Linked DNA regions of Ovis canadensis: region 1 is linked to region 2. Evidence: chromatin contacts called from public Hi-C data. All regions are on one chromosome and are shown on one strand. The core of a region is the stretch at or near the end of the contact, and the rest is flanking DNA. Distances in the headings are between cores, read along the strand shown.

Evidence for each region. Hi-C and Micro-C count contacts between places; a contact is called where the count stands out from the background.
Region 1: a Hi-C map of fibroblasts shows a contact between it and region 2, with 1.7 times the contacts expected there. The contact joins the promoter of SKI here to the enhancer-like site in region 2. A contact is called at or near these places in 2 of 2 Hi-C or Micro-C datasets (fibroblasts and lung).

Annotation. Positions count from the first base shown.
Region 1 is chr12:61,116,720-61,121,460 of ARS-UI_OviCan_v2, forward strand. It overlaps SKI (SKI proto-oncogene), which reads right to left and starts at 2,439. Exons shown (of 7, transcript XM_069544883.1): 1 at 1,402-2,439. The coding sequence starts at 2,370.
Region 2 is chr12:61,078,187-61,083,226 of ARS-UI_OviCan_v2, forward strand. All of the region lies in intron 1 of SKI (SKI proto-oncogene), which reads right to left. Among named protein-coding and RNA genes, the nearest start is that of SKI, 38 kb to the right of the region's middle. Within about 2 kb of position 3,020, the one cell type or tissue checked has open chromatin away from gene starts, as enhancers often do. A contact at or near this core is called in fibroblasts, where this site is marked.

The DNA.
Region 1 (4,741 bases), core at 1,189-3,688, 38 kb after region 2:
AAACAGAGAGGCCCCCAGTTCACTGGGAACACCCCTCATGCCACGCACGGCCAGCTCCCAGTCTGAAAAGAGGGGCCCGATCAGCCTGCTGGGACCTGCCACCGGCACCCTCCCCCACCCACAATGCCCACTCAGACCGTTCCTCCCACCCAATCCCAGCCCTGGTCTGCGGACAGCTGCCACCTGGGCGCCAGCCGAGCTGAGGGCAGGAACACCAGCACATCCACGAGCGCACATGGGCCTCCCGAGCGCAGGCGACAGGCCTGGCTTCCCCTCCCCTCCTCCGCTCCCGGAGACTCTGACACTCCGCTGGAGGGGCGCCCAGAGAAAACCGGGCGGGAACATCTATTCACAGATTCGGAAAAAAAAGTTTGATGCAATAGCTGAATTAATTAGGCCTCCCAAGAATAGCAGAGCCAGTGCAGCATTCTGTGTGTGCAATTTAATAAGCCTGGATACTCAAAAGAAAAGTTACAAATACTTGGGGAGGTGGGAGGTGCCATGCAAAGCTGGTGTGGACCCCAGTGAGTGGCCAGGAGCTGCCAGGCTGGATCACACGGATCCACCATCTAGCGAACAAACAACAGACCCCAGGCCAGCAGCCCTCCCCACCTCGCCCTTTGCGTCTCAGAGGAAAGGACAGAAGAAAACGTGCACATCCAAAACAAACCGCAGGCCAGTGGCTCCCCTCACGCTCAGAGCCTCAGGCGCCCGCTGACCAGTCCCCGAGCCCGGTGCCAAGTGGCCCTCGCCCCCACACGGGGGACTCCGAGACTCACTCTCTGGCAGGCCAGGCACACACACAAAGCTGGAGTCGCCGAGTCTCGGCCCCCGGCCACCACAGCCCAGACACCTGGCTTCGCTTTGGAGTCTGTCTCCCAAGACTTCAAGGCACAAACAGGCCCTGCCCAGCCAAGTTCCTCCTGCTGGGGACATGGGCAGGCGCCCCTCTGTGTGCCAGCCCAGGAGTGGGAAGGCCAGGGTGGTTCCCTGCCCCCCACTCAGCCTGGACACCCCCCTGGTCCCCAGGAAGGCCTGGGCTGGAGGCTCCAGACTGAAACCGGCCAGGATCAAACTTCCTGGGACTAAGGGCAAAAGAGGCCTGCCCCTCCCGACCCAGCTGGGCAACAGCTGTGGGCCTCAGGAGGGCTTCACCCGCCCAACAGGCCTGCCTCCCAGGCTCCCAACCAGGCAAGGAGCTAGTCCTAGGAGTCAGACCAAAGGACCTTCCTCCGATACGGAGCAGTCTATGCGGACACCAACAACGCCCCCAAGTTTCCACAAAACAAAACCTAGCCCTGAAACGTGTGGGGGAGGCTGAGACCCCCGACCCAGAAGGGCACCCCGCCCTCTCCAGGTCCCACTCCCACTCCCCAGGCACGGCTGCCACGGGACACTCACCCGGGGCACCCGCCGCTTGTACTTGTTGCCATAGTCAAACTTCTCCTTGACGTCGTCCAGACAGCGGCCGAGACGCGCCTGCTCCTCCTTGCCCGTGTAGTCCTGACTGAGCAGGATGTAGGCCCGCCAGTTGGCCGAGTCGAAGCCCCAGTGGCAGGTCCGGTTTTCCAGGGCCTTGTGCGAGTGCACCACGAACTTGTGCGGCGGGTACATGAGGCGGCAGTCGAGGCACTGGATGCAGGCGGCGCTCGGGCTGCTGTAGAGCTCGGGCACCAGCAGCCCCTTGCACTTGCCGAAGCACTCGTGGTACACACGCACACTGCGCTCGCTGAGCTCCAGGCCCAGCGCCAGGCTGGCCGCCAGCTCCTTCTTGCAGGGCGGCGGGTAGGCGCCGCCGTACAGCAGCGCGTTGCACAGGCGCTCGGCGTCCGTCTTGGTGATGAGCCCGCACGAGGGCGCCGAGAAGGGCAGGATGCCCATGACTTTGAGGATCTCCAGCTGGTCGGCCGTGCAGCGCGAGCAGTAGATGTGAAGCTCGTCGCACACCGAGTTGATCTGTTGCAGCGAGAAGTCGCGCAGCACGGAGTTGAGGATCTGCGGCAGACACAGCCGCTTCTCGCCGCCCACCACGAAGCACGAGATGGTCTCGCCCTCCAGCACGGTCTCGCAGCGCTCCGTGGAGCGGTCGGACGGCATGAAGAAGGGCCCGGGTAGCACGGGCGGCGGCGGCTGGATGGCGGGCAGGTGCAGCACCGGCGGGGGTTCGGCGGCCGCGGGCACCGGCGCCGGCACCGCGGCCGCGCCCGCCTCCTTGGCGCTCTCCTTCTTGTAGGCCTCCTGCGCCCAGCGCGCCGAGAAGGCGGCCGGGCCGCCCAGCGAGCTCATGGAGCTGAGGTGGAACTGCTCCAGCGTCTTCTGCAGCCCCGGGTGCGGTTGGAAGCCGCCGCGGCCGCCCGCCGCCGCCTCCATGGTGCGCTCCGGCTCCCCAGGCCGCTCCCGCTCCCGCGTGCCCGGGCCCCCGCGGCCCCCGCCGCCGCCCCGCGCGCCCCGGCGGCGCCCCCGGCCCCGGCCCCGGCCGCCCCCCGCCGCCGGCTCCCGGCCGATCACGGCCGCGGCCTCGGCCTCGCCCGGGGGCCCGAAGGGGAAGGCGGGCGGGGCGAAGGGGTCCCGCCGCTGGAGCCCGCCGCCGCCGCCCGGGCCCGGCGCCACATCCACGCGCCCCGCGCCGCGCCCGCCGCCGCCCGGGCCCCCCGCGCGCCCCCCGCGCGCCCCCCGGGCCCTAGGCGCGGGGCATGCCCCAGCGCGCGCCGCCAACGCCAACGCCAACGCTCGCGGGCCCGGGGCTCGCGGGGGGCGCGCGGGCAGGTGCCGGCGCCGCGAGGCGCGAATCGCCGCGGCGGCCGAGGCCGAGGGGCCCGGGAGGAGCGGGGGCGCGGGCGCGGGGCCCGCCGGGCCGTCCTCGCGCGGCGCGCCGCCGCCGCCCCGCTCCTCCCACCGCGCGGCGCCCGCCCGGCTCGTCCCGGCGGCGCTGGCCGGCCGCGTTGCGCCCGCCGCCGGCCTCCCGGCCCGGCCCGCACCCACCCCGCCGCCCGCGCCCGGCTCCGCGGCCTGCCCACCCGCCCGCCCGCCCGCGCACGCGGCTTCCGGGGCGGCGGAGCGCCTGTGGGGCGGCCTCAGACCGCGGCGGCGGCGGCGGCGCGGGGCTCGGCGCACATCCTCCCGGCGGCTCGCTCCAGCTCGGACTGAGCGCCCGGCGCTGAGCTCACGCCGCCGCCCCGCCCCGCGTCCCGCCCCGCCCCGCGCCACCGCCCCGCCCCGAGCGTCGTCTGGGGCCGCGCGTCGGCCTCAGCCGAGCGCCAGCCAGGAATGCGCCCGCCGCCCCCCCGGCCAGGCTCTTCCAGGAACGCGCGCTCCCCCCGCCCGCACTCGGCGCTCCGCCTCACTCGGCCGCATTCGAGTCCGCCCTCCGGCCCGGGACTCGGATCCGCTCGGCTGGTCTCGGGCCTGCCCGCCCGCGACTCGGCTTCGCTCGGCTACTCTCGGCCCCGCCCGTCCGGGACTCAGCTCCGTTCGGCTCCGTTCGGGCCCGCTCGCCGGAAGGCCGCTCGGCGGGGGCGGTGGCTGCGCCCCGGGCCCCCCATCCGGTGGAGGCTGTTTCCTGCGCGGCTGCGAAGGCGCCCGTCCAGCCGCCGTGTCGCCGCCAGAGCCCAGAAACCCACACAGGGCCCCCCCACCACAACCGCAAACCAGCTGAGGGGCGGACGGATGGGGCCGGCGCACCCTCTACCGCACGCCTCCCGGCCCAGCCCCCCGGGTCCCCACGCACGTGACGGGGCAATATGACCCAAGTCCCACGCAGGACTAGGACACCGAGCCAGACGACGTGGGTTACTACAGGATGGCAACACCCCAGAGACCCCACACGGGAGACAGGCACCGTGCAGACTGTTCTGGGGGTCCCCCCGAGCAATGCAGGCGCGACACAGCAACCCCCAAAGGATGACTGGCTGCAGGGCCGACCACCCCACGACCCTGCTCGATGGTCCCCCACACAGCCACTTTGTGCGCCCACCGCCAGTTCCAGGGCAGGGCTTGCGTCCAGGTTACCATGAGGCCGGGGCTTCTCAGGAACCTGGCTCCTGCCTGCGTGCCCCGAGCACGCTGGCCCTACCCTTACCCGACAGCTCCCAGGCTCAAAGAGCCATTTTACATCTGCAGGGCACCCAGGGCAGGGCCAGTGTGAGATCACACTGTCCATTCTTCTGCACCCTGGCTCTATCACGAAGGACAGACAGACCAGAAAGCGCTGGGTGGGACAAGACAAGGGCCTGAGGTTGGACAGGCTGACCGGGCGGCCCCCAGAGGAAACAGTGTCTAGCAGAGTCCTGGGAGCTGGGGACTTGAGATCTAGAAGACAGTTCTGGTTGTGCTTAACTCAAGGGCAGAGGGACAGTCCAGCCCAGCTAGGCAGTGGCGACTTTTCTTCCAAAGGACCGGGGCACCCAAGCTGGCCCAGACACTGGAGGACACATGGGGGGCCCACAGTGTTGGGCAGAGGTGAGAGGGCCCACCCACTTCAGCCTGTGTGACCTTCAGCTTGGACCTTACTGCTCCTGACTCCCCATTGGAGATGGAAACTGGCCCCAAACCAGCATTCCTGCCCCGGGGAGCTGAATGGGTGTCTCTGCAGGCATGGACAAGTGTCCAGAGAGGCAGCAAGAATGGGCAGAGACCCCACATCTGTATGGCTGCAGAATCTCATGGGGGGACCTTGTGGTTCAGGGTGCATTGCTCTACGTCTGAAGAACTGACAGCTCCCTACCATGAGCGTGAACCCTCT
Region 2 (5,040 bases), core at 1,770-4,269:
CCAGATGCTGACTGGGGGCAGGGGGCCACCGCTAAGCCACAGCGTCAATGGAAATGGGAGCCACATGTGATGAGAGGCCACTGGGACCCAGCAGCCCGCCTCCTTCTAGTAAGGGGTCTTCCTGCTCCTCCAAATGACAGCCTCATGCCCACTGAGGCCCTCGGACTTGACTGGCTCCTGAGCCTCGGCTGAGAGCAGAGCAGGAGGGGGCCTGCCGAGCACCTGGGGGCCCAGGGAGGACAAGGCTGAGGAATGCTCAGAATCCTGCCAGGGAGCACACGCGATCAGAGCAAGCAGCAAGGGTTGTGTCCAAGAGGCGCCTTGAGCATCTCACCCATGACCCATTCCTCCAGGAGGGGCTGCCAGGGTGGCATGGGCAGGGTGGGCAGCACCAAGTCCGTTCCTGTGTGATGGGAGGAGGTGACACAGTGCAGGGGCTGGTCGGTTCTGTGGCGGAGGTTGGAGGACCAAGAGCTCCATGCCCAGATCCCGGCCACCATCTGTGTCCTGGGGACACTGACATGACCCCTACTGGTCAAGCATGCCCTGACCTTTGAGCTGGCAGGTGTGACTCCCACATTGTTTACTGTCGCACAAGCACTACTCCAGAAAGGAGACCTGGTGCTGGGAGAGGGCACTCAATGAACCCTGAGCCCCCAGCTCAGTGCATCCTGAGAGGCCAGAGGGAAACAGATCTGCTGACCAGACCTTCTGACCGTGCAGGAGCTGGCGGGGGCCTCCAAGACACAGTAGGAGCGAGAGATGGGGAGCCTTGCTCTCCAACGACCCCCTCACTCCAGCTAGCCAGGCTCCCTGTGCCCCGGGAGGCCCCGTGTGGGCAAGGTCCACCATCCCACACCCCAACCCACTGAGGGGAGCCCCTCGCTCAGGCCCCACTTTCCAGCACCTCAAGTCCATGGGGGCAGACCTGTCTACCTCACAGGTCACAGAGCCTGCGCCATCCTCAGGCGGACAGCCCGCTAACAATGTTCTCAGCGTCCGAACCGCCCATTTCGGGTGATCCCTGTTTCTCTCCACATCAGGATTTCTCCTGTCCAGGGAACACGCTCCCCGTCTTCAGAGTCTAAGCAAAAACACCTATATGTGGTGTCCACCCAAAGGCCACACGAGGCCCATCTCCACACAGAACGGGGCTCTGCCTGGCCCACTGGAGCCTGACACCAGACTCCCATAGCGCCCCTGGGCAGAAGGCGGGTGGATAAGGAGGCCCTCCCAAGACCCTTTCTAACCTGAGTATGGACACTGGGGCTGGATCCCAGGTCACACGACGGTCAACACCTGGCTGGGGTCAACTCTGAACAGATTCTCGGTAGATGAAGTCCAACGGGAAGAGAGTGTGGGCAGAGAGTGGGACAGCACGAGATCCCAAGGGGATGGGCTTTCCTTCAGACAGAGAGGGCCACTCGCCCCCCACCCCAGCCGAGCAGGGCATCCTGGCCTCTCACACTCACGTGGGGGGAAGGAGACCAGCCTGGAGGAAAGCCAGGCTCCCAGGTTCTCGTCGTCCCGCCCTCCGCTCCTCAGAGGGTGGCAGAAGGAGCTGTGGAGGCCCCGCGCCCGCAAAGCAAGGACAGAACTCGAGAGCCGCTGCAGCTCCCCACGCACACCTCAGACGCGCCCATCTGCATTGCACAGAGCAAAGAGGAACGGTAGGATTTGGAGCGTTCTACGGCTCTAAGGAACGGCAGAACTTAAAACATCTTATTTTCCTTTATTTGAAATGGCGTTAATTAGCCACAAAAACCCCCAAGACAAGTCTGTCAGAGATTTTAGCCCTTCTTTCTGCTTCCCAGACAAAAGCCGAGTTACATAGCCAGCCAGAATCCACAAGACACATGGTCACCTGAACCTGCCAAGTGTGTGACTGCAGAGACCCAGCAACGGCTGCTCACGGTCCTCAGGGACCCAGGGTCAAGGGCTCCCCCAGCTGTGGAGCGCAGCCTTGCGAGGGAACTTGGAAACTGCTTTCCAACCTGGTAAGAAAAAAGATCCTCCAAAAGAAGAGTTTTAAAAGCCCATCTGTTAACGTACCCCAAGTGCAAGCAGAGGGCTGGTGACGGTGAGGAGATGGAAACTCATGGTGGAGGTGGCTCAAGCCGGCAGAAACCCCAGGCGTCTGAACCACAACACACGACACACCACGCAGGCCGCCCACCGCGGCCCAAACACAACACAGAGCCAAAGGGCTTTCTGTACTACCAGTTCAAACAACAAAACAAGTCCCTTCTTTTTACTGTTGGGGATGCTTTTGTCCAGGAAAGCACACACACATGGGCCCTCAAATCCCCAGTCCACGCTGACCATGGACAGAGATGGAGTCAGAGGACCCGCGTGGAGCACCCACCCCACTTTCGGCCACAGTGACCACAGCCCCTGGGTGGGTGTGGCCTGTCAGGCAGGTGTCTGCCCCCACCTCTCCTCCTCTGGTTGCAGGCCTCCTGGGGGAAGGGAGGGGAACTTGACCCAGCAGGAGACACACAGCAAGGTGGGGGATGTGCAGCTTGGCCCCTCAACCACGCCTGCAAGCAGCATAGAGAAAAGCAGGGGACCCAGTGCTGAGGAGGCTACGGAAGGGCAGGTGTGGGCGGTGGGGGCAGCGGATGGCGTGGGCAGAAGGGAAGACACACTGGACCTGGCGGTCATCCACAACAGGGCCAGAGCCTTTGTGGCCCTTCCTGCCAGCGGGAGGGGTCCCGGGGGAGCTGTCCCCGACTCTGCAGCAGCCTGAAGGGCCCCCAGAGGCAGCTCCTCCTTCTCTGGGCATGGCATGTGCAGAGAAAGCTGACAAGGCCCAGCCTGGATCTTGAGAGCGTCCTGGCCTCAGCGGCCAGCTCAAGGGACAGAACGCTTTCTCGCCAGCTTCCCGGCCAGGAAGTGACCAGAAGGTCCCGCCCATGCAGGCAGCCCCGCCCACCCAGCTGGGTCTGTTTTGCTTCCTCGGTCCCCACCCCTCCCTCTCACAGGGGCGGCAGCCCTGGTTGTTTTCTCTCCATAGAAACCGACACAACACTGAGCCCAGCACCCGAGCCAGCGTGGTGGACAGTGGCGCTGCCCGGCCTCGGGAGCAGCTCAGAGCTGGCGCAGTGGCTGCCTCTGCTTCCGGGCTGAGGCACTGAGGCTGGCGAGGGACCGGGGAAGTCACCACAGGTGTGTCCCTGGCACGTTCCCGGAGTGCCTGCTGGAAGACAGCTCACGTGGAGACAAAGCTGAGAATCCACAGGCCTGTGGTTGGCGCCGACCAGCTCCCAGGAAGGCAGGGCCACCAGAGTGAGTCCCGAGGAAAGTGCAGGACACATCGCGTGAAGCACACCATGTCACTTTCACATTTGGATGAGGGTCTCCAAGGGGACCTGACCCTTCCTGTCCACGGTTCATCACTGCCTGGGAGATAGGCTGGGGTGGGGAAGGGGCTGCGTGGGCCACGCCGGGCCCAGGAGAGCCAGGACAAGTCAACAAGGTGAGCATGGGACAAGGCTGCAGAACACACACCTATTTTTCATCTGAGAAGCAGGGGACACAGGTTCTGCTGCCTCAGAGCAGAGAGCACTGGGGTCACTAACCACACACGTCCATCCACAGCAGGAACCACGCCATCCACAGCTGACCCTCAGCAGCAGGACCCCTGCCACTGGTGAGCTGGTCAAAGGCCAGAAACCCCTGACAATCCCCCTTCCTGTGGATCATCCCAGCAAATGGAGGGGGACAGGGCGTGGCAGGTGCAGGAGGCCAGGGCCCAGGCGCAAGGTTCTCCTAGCGCTGCCAGGCCAGCGGCCGGGCGACACAGCTGCACCGGGGGCCCTGACCCCCGCCACACCCAGCAATGTCGCCTCACTGCCACACGCCCTGCCGGGCCCCCTCCCCTCGCTGTGTGAAGCCACAGAACCCATGGGGAAGGAGGGGTGTGCCTGAAGCCTGGGTGGGGAGCAAGGACAGGGCCTTCTGGCGCCTTCTCCTGGGTGTGTGAGTAGGGGGAGGAGAGAGGACCCGCAGTCCTTCGCAGGCCCGATCTGGCCCTTAAGGGCGGAGGGCTGGAGCCACCTTTAGAGCTGGTGAGTTGCCCCTCGCCCAGGCCTGGTCCGCTCACTGCGGCAGAGAAACCGAAGCCCATGGCCCAGCCCCCAACCCAACCTGTCTCTGACCCTCACTGACCTGAGACCTGAGTTCACATTATCTAATTAGGAAGACTGGGGCCTCCTGTCTGAGTTTCCAACCGCCACGCTGCGGCCTGTGTTCACTGCTGTCTGTAGGTGGGTTCACCTTCACCAAAGGTGCGCCGTCTGCTGTCAGGGAACACAATCTCCTGTCTGCAGGCCAGGGCTGTTCTGGGGCTCAGACACATGTGGGCAGAGCAGCCAGGCTCCTGCTGCCAACACTGGGACACCAGCCCCGCCTCGGTGACGGTGATCTGAGGGCCTCCTGGAGAAGGGACGTCCGCCCACACAGAAGCGGGCTCCACCCCGGCCGCTAATGTGTCTCTTCAACAGCAAGGCCACGGGAGCATCACCACTGAATCAACCCCCCTGAACACAGGAAGAGGAGATACAGCTCCTAGGAGGACAGGAGGAGCCCGCTATCCTCCGGCCTCGCCCTCCTGGCAGGGCATCCCATGTGTGCAGGGTGAGGGTGCGGGGTGGCCTCAGCGAGGAGACAGGGGATGCAGGGAAGACAGCTCTCCACACCCGCGCCCCTCTCCCAGCCCCTGCACTTGCAGCTGGAGCAGTCCTTGGAAGGAAGGAGGCATTTCCTGTGTCCCTCTCCAATCTCCATGCCAAGCCCCAAGGACAGGAGGCTGCACGGATGGGAAGGGGCTTGGACGCGGGGGACAGGAAGACTCGGCTCCAAGAAGGCTGACGAGGTGGGAGGGGAGTCTGTGTTTGGGGTCTTCCCACCTGGGGAATCCGCCAGGCCCATGGCACCCACTGACACAGGAGGCCAGGACTAGAGGCAGTTGAATGAGGGTCCTGGCACCAGGGCTGTGGGAGACCCTCAGGAACAGAGAGATGCCAGGGGGCCAGGAGG